Linked DNA regions of Hordeum vulgare: all the other regions are linked to region 3. Evidence: chromatin contacts called from public Hi-C and HiChIP or PLAC-seq data. All regions are on one chromosome and are shown on one strand. The core of a region is the stretch at or near the end of the contact, and the rest is flanking DNA. Distances in the headings are between cores, read along the strand shown. Region 1 holds the start of LOC123444332 (GDSL esterase/lipase At5g45670-like). Region 2 holds the start of LOC123444331. Region 3 holds the start of LOC123444334 (protein VTE6, chloroplastic).

What was found. A called contact is a pair of places that touch in the nucleus more often than the background predicts. HiChIP or PLAC-seq counts read pairs in DNA pulled down with a chosen protein or histone mark.
Region 1: a contact with region 3 is called in a Hi-C map of leaf, with 4 times the contacts expected there. The contact joins the promoter of LOC123444332 here to the promoter of LOC123444334 in region 3. A contact is called at or near these places in 2 of 6 Hi-C or Micro-C datasets (leaf and seedling).
Region 2: a contact with region 3 is called in an H3K4me3 HiChIP or PLAC-seq map of embryo, with 7 times the contacts expected there. The contact joins the promoter of LOC123444331 here to the promoter of LOC123444334 in region 3. A contact is called at or near these places in 1 of 6 Hi-C or Micro-C datasets (seedling) and 1 of 1 datasets of contacts at active chromatin or transcription factors (embryo).

What each region holds. Positions count from the first base shown.
Region 1 is chr3H:471,244,872-471,247,629 of MorexV3_pseudomolecules_assembly, reverse strand. LOC123444332 (GDSL esterase/lipase At5g45670-like) reads right to left here and starts at 1,462. Exons shown (of 3, transcript XM_045121017.1): 1 at 949-1,462; 2 at 136-260; 3 at 1-19. The coding sequence starts at 1,180.
Region 2 is chr3H:471,260,723-471,263,669 of MorexV3_pseudomolecules_assembly, reverse strand. LOC123444331 reads left to right here and starts at 1,272. Exons shown (of 3, transcript XM_045121016.1): 1 at 1,272-1,393; 2 at 1,468-1,786. The coding sequence starts at 1,338.
Region 3 is chr3H:471,443,441-471,446,140 of MorexV3_pseudomolecules_assembly, reverse strand. LOC123444334 (protein VTE6, chloroplastic) reads right to left here and starts at 1,264. Exons shown (of 5, transcript XM_045121020.1): 1 at 802-1,264. The coding sequence starts at 1,194.

The DNA of each region.
Region 1 (2,758 bases), core at 213-2,712, 200 kb after region 3:
CGAACGGGATCCGACCGCCCTGCAGCATCACGCCGCGCCGATTCATTCCACCATGACATCATTTTTTGGCTATGTACGTATATAGCATGATGGTTGTGAGCTTGTGATCTGTATATATACTCTACGACTACGTACCAGCTGCTGGCCGGTCTCGGCACGGATCCCGGCGGCGGCGGAGGCGAAGTTGACGCCGTTGAGGAGCTGGTCGCCGCCCGTCGCGGCGTAGGGAGGGATGAAATTGTCGAAGCCCAGAAGTTGAGCTGCATGCATGGTAAAATCACAACAAGGTTAACGTTTTGAGCCGTGACGTACGTAACCACCATTGATGCTGCACATGTAGGAGTACCATGCGCGCGTACGTACGTAGAAATCTCTTTACTAGAACAACTATCATGTTTTTGTTATCTGCAACGCGACGAGGCGAGACGATGGATCTAGCTAGTGGTGAGTTCGTGATGCGTGCATGGATCTATGCCCGCCCCGGCAAATTTAATTCCTTGTAGCCCTCACCGAACGCTGCAAGTACTATATCGGCGGGTTGGCCCACGCTCGGACGTGACGGGTGCCAAGCCAAGAAAAGCTACGGCCACATTCCTCTATTTACACACCCACCTTGACTATTTCTACTACTGCTACTGCTGTACTTGGGAAGGATCGGAATGCCAGGCCAGCTGCCACCGTTTTCTATCTATCACCTGACCCAGATACGCATGCAATGCATGCACGCATCACCCATGACCGCCATAAACATCCATGGCCGATCGTGTCCGAATGCGCTAGTGTAGGTGTAGAAGTAGACGACAATTCATCTATCCTAGCTACTACGTACCCTGTAGTAGTTAGCTGAGCTCCTGTGTATATACAGGCAGGTAGGTAGTGCATGCTGACGACGGCCAGGTTAATTAATCTGGGTTTGACGACGGCCAGGTTACTTAATTAATTGATTACCGATGACGTCGACGGTGGTGAGGCCGTTGGTGAAGCGCCCGGACGGGCCGCCGGCGAAGTCGATGCCGTAGGGCGGGTAGTTGGCGCGCGCCAGGGACACGATGTAGTTGTTGTTGCCGTTGTCCACCAGCGAGTCGCCGAAGATGAAGTAGCACGGCACCTGCGGGTCGCTCCTCGCCACCGTCGCCACCGCCGCCGCCGCCACCATGCACGCCAGCCGCCACAGATCCATGGCGCCCGCGCACGCACACGGCTAGCTAGCTAGCTTCCGACGAGAGAGGTAGCTCTAGGCTCTAGCTAGCTAGTAGCTACAGCTAGGCACACGGGTAGTGCAGAGGAGATTGATCGATGGACGAGGAGGAGAGAGAAGTGGAAGTGGATATGGACGGAGAGGGTGGTCGACCAGAGGAGCTAGCACGAGTCACGCTTGCACATGACACACGGGACTGGGCAAACATATATATAGGCGCCGCGCGGGCAGGGCTGCTGGGGCGGCGATGGAGCGGTACCGGAAGGAAGCTGCAGTGATAGCAGATGGACTCGTCACTCGTGTGGGCGCGCTCCACCTCCACTTGCGTAGATAGATAGATTGTTGGTCGCGCTTGGTGGGCGAGCTAGCCCCAGTAGTCCAGTACACTACTACGTACTCCCTCCGTTCCAAAATATAAATAGAAGTCTACATATGAAACAAAATGAATGAATCTACACTCTAAAATATGTCTATATACATCTGTATGTAGTCTATTAATAAAACATTTTTAAAGACTTATAGTATTTAGAAACGGAGGGAGTACGTAGTACTGATCGAATGATCGAGCTTTGGGTGTAACTTAATTCAGTGTTGGCCGAAAATACAGTTAATTCCACCCGGCTTTCAGACGGATCTGTGGTACGTACGGTTGCACTTAGCTGGCTGCTGCAGCGGTCGAGTGGAAGTTTAATCACTGGCCCGCCTGCAGTGCTTAGACGGATCTGTGGGTAGTATGTTGCAGCAGCTTTTGCATACAGTTCATTTAATTCTCCCGGCCAACGGGGTTCAGTTCAGTGAACATACTACTGGTAGTACATGCATCTTGTTAGTATCACTCCGCAGCGCACTGGCAAAATGCATGGCAAGTGGGTACTGCATGGTGCTTGCATCGCCTGCATGGCAAGTTCTGTACTGCTAGTGCCATGCTTAATTACTGGTACCGGTGGTTTGGTTCGGTGTGGCGTGGGTCTGCGCCGCACCCGTGGGCGTCATCCAGTGAAGCACATGAACAGTTTTTACCGTGTGCCACAGTGCCATGTTTTTCGTTTCAGAATAGGACAAGCCGAGGAGGGCATTTTCACACACCCCTCTTGAAGTAAGTACCTGCATTCGTGCAAGCCCCCCCTCCTGGTGCAACTGCTCTGTAGTTTTATCAGCTTCATTCTTTTTTTTTCGATATAAAGATCAACTTCACCAACTTCACTATTGAGGGTCATCAATTTAAGCACCTCAAACAAATTAAATGCAAGGAAAACAACACGCAGTCTCTGGGAGCTGTGAGAAAAACCACAAACTTGCTTCGTTCCTGTAGAAAAAGTTGGTCTGCTCGCACTGTGACTCGCGAATGATCGTTTCCACGAAAATTACAGGTACAAGGCAGTACCGGTGGAGTACCAACCAAGGAAGCATTTCATCACCTTAAGTGAGGCTGCCGTTAGGCCGCAGCGGCAAGTAATTAGGCATGGACGACGTACGTCGACACTAGCCCGTGAGACGGGCCATAAACCACGGCATGGAGTCCGTCGACGAGCATAGGTGGCACCTCCATTAATGCCGGTA
Region 2 (2,947 bases), core at 23-2,522, 180 kb after region 3:
TTTTGAGAAACCTAGACAAAAATTACAAGAGTGAAACAAATTTTCAAGCATGCAAACTTATTATGAAAATCATGAATATTTTATGAAATAATGAACAAACTGAAAAAACATGAACATTTTTTGAACATCTGAGCAATTTTTCAAACCTAGAAGAAAAGTTGGAAAAGACAAACATTTTTTCAAATAGGCAAACAGTTTTGAAAATCACGAATATTTTTTAAACTTGTAAACAATTTTTTAGAAACAGATAAAGAACATTATTTGAAAAATCAAACATTATTTGAAAAATCACCAATTTTTAAAATGTGATCAAAATTTAGAAATTCCAAACATTATTTAAAAAATTACCAATTTTTTGAATTTATGAACATAATTTGAAGAATAGGGAACAATTTTCAACTTATCAACATTTTAAGAAACCAATACAAAATTTTTAAAAATGAATCATTTTTTCAAACAAACGAAATTTTTAGGAAAATCATGAACATTTTATGAAATTATGGACGAAATGGAAATAACATGAATATTTTCTGAAAATCCGAGCAATTTTTGAAACAGGCTACAAAAGTCGTTAAAGGGAAATATTTTTGTAAATAGAATAACAATTTTGGAAAATCACAAACATTTTGTAAATTTGTAACTGAGTTTTCTAAAACAAACAAAAACATAAAAAAATGAAAATCAAGAAAATATGAACTTGAAAAATAAACAAAAACATAAAACAAAGAAATGAAAAAAGAAACAGGAAAAAACCAAAAAAATAAATGAACAGAAAAACAAAAACCAAAAATAAATAAAAACAAACGCAAAATAAAACCGCTAAAACTGTATAAAAACAAAAAAAGGTAGGCTCGCTATCAGGGATCGTTCTTGAAGGTTTTCAAAACCGGCTGCCTATGGCCCAATTCGCTCGATCGGGGTTCGGCTGCGCGAAAGCTCGACATTTTGACGCAATAAGAGTATTTTCCTTCTGGTCCCCTCCTCGTGTTAAAAATAATATCTGTTCTTTTAGTAATATGTTTTGTCAAATTCAGACGGCCGGCTGTCTCTTCTTGTTCGTCCCCTCGGGCTTTTTGGGCCACCACGACGGTACAGCGCACAATCCCGGGAAGAAGACCATGCGCGTCTGCCGACGCAACAGGGAGTAATAAAAAGAAATCTGGTCAGGTCCAGCGTCGAATCCGCTGCGCACTGGGCCCCGCCTCATCACACCCTCCCAGGCGTCCCCACTTCTTTTTGTCAGTTCGTTCGGCCTATTCTCCCTCTCCCTCCCACTCTCGCTCGTAGTTTCGCAGCCCACCCGGCCGGCCAACCCTCGCCGGCGAGGCGGAAGCCAAATGGCCGCAGCCTCCGCCGCCGCTTCGGCCGCGGCGGCCGAGGCCTTCTCCATACGGTACCCTCCGCTTGTTTTTCTCGGCACACGCGGCTGATGCATGCTGACTGTGACTGGTCGACCGAATGCCGCAGGGGGTTCGCCAGCATGATGCGGGCCGTGGACGCGGCCAAGTGCTGGCCATTCGGAGGCGTCGAGGACGGGACTACGGAGACGCCGCAGCTCCCGCCGATGGACCCGACGCCGCGGTCGCGCTGGTGGGCCGACGGGGTTGCGGCGGCGCGGGCGCGGCCGGGTTTTTGCGCTGCGGGCCGAGACTTCGCCGTGGGTGGCGGCATGGAAGATGGTTTGAGGAAGGCAACGAAGAGGAAGGGGTCTCGCGGGAGCGGCGGTGCCGGGAGGGCTAACAAACGGCAGAGAGCGCTCCAATCTCTCTTCTATTTGAAGCACAAGGTACGGTTGGTGCCCCCGCTTTGCTTGCCCTTCCCCCCAGCATTCGCTAATAACCGTTCTCTGGGTTTACAACTTCATACATCATGTTCAGTTTAGTATTACTAGCTTTTGTGAAGGCCCTTGTCACATTGGTAATTTATGTTATTTGCTTGCTAAAATGTAGACTATGCATCCCCTTAAAAAATGTAGACTATATGTATGTTTCTACTGGTAGACATGAACGGTGAATGCAATGCGCCAAACAATGGCCACATTATGTAGCACCGCGGTTAAAACTTCTGCTGCAATGTGGTTGTCTTAGCCATTTGAAGGTGGACACTGGAAGTAGATTTTAAATTTTAATGCATAGTGTTGAGTCTATTTAGCATGTATATATGTATACCTGATCCATCTCATAGATCTTTGTATAGTTGAGGTTGTATCCCACCTTGTATATTATATATACGTCGCTTGCATCCGATCAATACATCGAGAGTTGCATCCTATTCCTCTACATAGTATCAAACTTACCACGATCCCTACCCTAGCCGCCGCGGCGCTGCGTCTCCTCCTCTGCTGCCGCGCCACCTCCTCCTCCGGCTGCCGCGTGCGCCTCCCACCACCCACGCTGCCGCGCTCCTCCAATTGCCGCCGCGCCCCTTCTCCCATGCACCTCTCCCTCCTCTCTACCCAAACCCTACCGTGCCGCCGTTCCCTCCTGCCACCACCATGTCTTCCTCCGGCCACAACATCAACCCCTTCGGTTCCTCCTCCGACTCCGACTCAGAGGTTCCCAACGCCATCCACATCCGCGACGTTCCTCTCTCCGTTCACGTCGACCTACTTCAATCTCCTCTTCCGGGAGTACAATCTTGGTGATCACGTTGACGGCTTCGCAACCTCCTCGCCATGGGCCACGACGCACCCTCATCCGGTGGTTCTTCCTCACCGTCTCGTCGGACATCTTCTGTATCGTCGTTCGCGATGGGGACGATGCCTACATGGTGTGGACCAAGATCAACGGCCTCTTCACCAACAACAAGCTCCAACGCGTTGTGTTCTTGCAACGGGAGTTCTTTGGGAGTCACCAAAACGAGTCATCCATCGACGCCTATTGTCTCCGCCACAAGACCCTCTCCGATGAGCTTAATGACGCCGGCTTCAAGGTTGGAGATGAGCTCC
Region 3 (2,700 bases), core at 15-2,514:
ACTGGCAGGATTGCCAAATCAAGACTATCCCTATTTCATACATAAGCAGCATATGGAAAAGAACGACCCCCTTACTAGCCCGTTTCTCTCCCTATAGCAGGGGAGGTGAAACCTTCCTTTCCAGATTGCTGGCAGCAGGATGATCTACCTAACCTCGGTTAATGTCACAGCAACTGCACCTAAAATGGCATTCTAGCTTTCTAGGCACTCCGGATTGCGATTTGCCTAGGCTTTGAAAAGATTCTATCTCCACCACTGATCTATAGATTTCCATGGGTACGAATCTAGAGTAACTCAGATTTCCGGTCAATTCGTGTACAAACTTGAGCGAGACAGAAATACGAAACTATTTTGCCTGTAATCAATTCTATGAAGCTAGTTTATCTCTTAGTACAATTTTGAAAAACTTGGGTGTGGGAAATTGCTATTTTGCATCAACTGCTGAAAGACACTAGAAAACATTCTCCCAGCCCACAGCAGCCCTACCAAAATGACGGCGTGCGAAAGGGATCTGCAGAGGTGGCATTGGTCAACGACCAAAATTTTGGAAGGGCAATCCAAACAGCCCCGAAGATAACGCAATCGCTAAAATATTATTTCCTGGGCTGTGAGGAGAGAACATCGATGAAACATGCCCTCTTAAAAAATGAAGATCATCGGTCGATGGCAACCCCTGGATAGTTATTCTAAACCGTGACAAAAACGGCCGCATTGCTGAATTTTCAGATTTACCACAGCACCTCAGACATGCAATTCAGAAACCCTACGCCATGGATGCGCAGCAGCAACCGATCCACTCACCACGACGAAGTAGGCGGCGACAAGGAGGTAGCCCCGGGGCCCAAATGCGCGCCACGTGAGGGTGCCGAGGACGTAGGCGGCCGCGAAGCCGGAGGCGGAGAGGCCGGAGAGGAGCAGCGGCGAGCCCGCGACGAAGACGGTGAGGTTGGTCGCGGCAGCCGAGCTCCACGTGGGCGGAGACGCCTGGAAGGCGCCGGCGACCGCGTCCCGGAGGCTCGCCGCCGCCGCGGCAATGTCCGGGAGCGAGCGCGGAGGGGCGGGGGACAGGTGCCGCGAAACACCGGTCCGGCGAGGGGCCAGGGGCAGGGTCCTGGGCGCGACGAGGGAGGGCAGGAGGAAACGAGGCGGAGGGGAGAGGTGGGTGTGGAGCAGCGGCAGGAGACCGCACGCCATTTTCCGCCACCGTCTTGGATGCCTCTGCCTTCGGCTCTCTCAGTCTCAGCCGAGCGAGAGTGCGCGACTCCTCTGTCCCTTTCCTCTCTCCAGGAATACGCCTTCGCGCGTTGTTTTGTACAACCGGTAGACGTCTTCTGGTTGGGTTTACGGAATTTCCAGATGGTAGGTGCGTCGGGCTTGGTCGCCTTCCTGTATAAAAGACCTGCGCCCCCCTTCCTGCTCCAACCCAGGCCGCCGCCGCCATCGCAGATCGCGATCTGCGTCGCGTCCAGATACGTTTTGCTGGTGTTTTCTTCCGAGATCTCGCGCGCGTTTCTTGTTTCTTTCATCCTTCCCGGAGAGGATGTGCTTCTTCTTATTATTCTTCTTGCTGCCAAGTGATGTTTGGGTTATTGCGCAAGGGCTTTGAGCAATTCATGGCATGGTTTTGCCTGATGCGATGAGATCACAAGTTATTTACCATCCCTTCTGATGGCAGCACCTCCTTCATCTCTCTACCCTTTGCCGTTCCGAGTTTTATTTTTTGTTGCTCTGTTTCGGAATTTTTTTGCCCTCGTTTGCTTCACAAAATCTTCAGTTGCCAGGTGATGCTGGGGTTATTGCGCAAGGGCTTTGAGCAATTCGTTGGCGCTTTTGTGCTGATGCTGTGAGATAAAACTACATGAAGTCCCTCCTGATGGCAATTGGGTACTCAAGTCTTGGATAAACGAGATAGCTGCTTGTAGATATTTTGCACTGTTTTTCTATGTGCTACCTCTCTGTAGCATTAGACAGTGTTTTTCATGAAGCATTACACGGTGTTATTTTTATGTACTCGGGAGTTTCTTCTTTTTTAGAAATATAACTGGATCGATGATGTTAAACTCGAATTTTTGGCCAAAAGGACTACTAGCCAAGTGCTATTGCCACATGTGAAGTGCACTGAAAATTAAGTCAATCTGATGCTCAATCCACCTAATAGGTGATAATCCCGATGACAAGTCTTGTAGAAAGATGTTAGCGAACTCCTGGTGGAGGCAAAAAAAGAAGCACATCCTCGAATGAAAATAATACATTTTTACACACAAATGCATAGCAAACGATGTAGTAAAATTCAGATCGATAATATCAGATTTAGTAGCAAGTAAACGTCCATTCTTTAATTTCATTTTAGATGCAACACTAGATGATGGTTTACTAGGTTTGTCGTGTTGCTCAAATTCTTTTGTTTAGCTCCTGTTTTGCTTTACTAACTCTAGCAATGTCATCTTTCATAATATGTTTAGTAGACATAGGAAGTAAAGTTATATTGTTATCCTTATAAACAAGAGTATAATGATTTTTCCTACCATGTTGTGCAGAATTATTATCAAATTGCTATGGTCTACCAAGTAAAAAAGAGCATGTTTGCATGGATATCACATCACAATCAACATAATCAGAATATGTAACAATGTTAAAATGCACATGAACGGATATAATAAAGATGTGGTACGTTGGTGAGAGACAGTTTCTTCATCATCT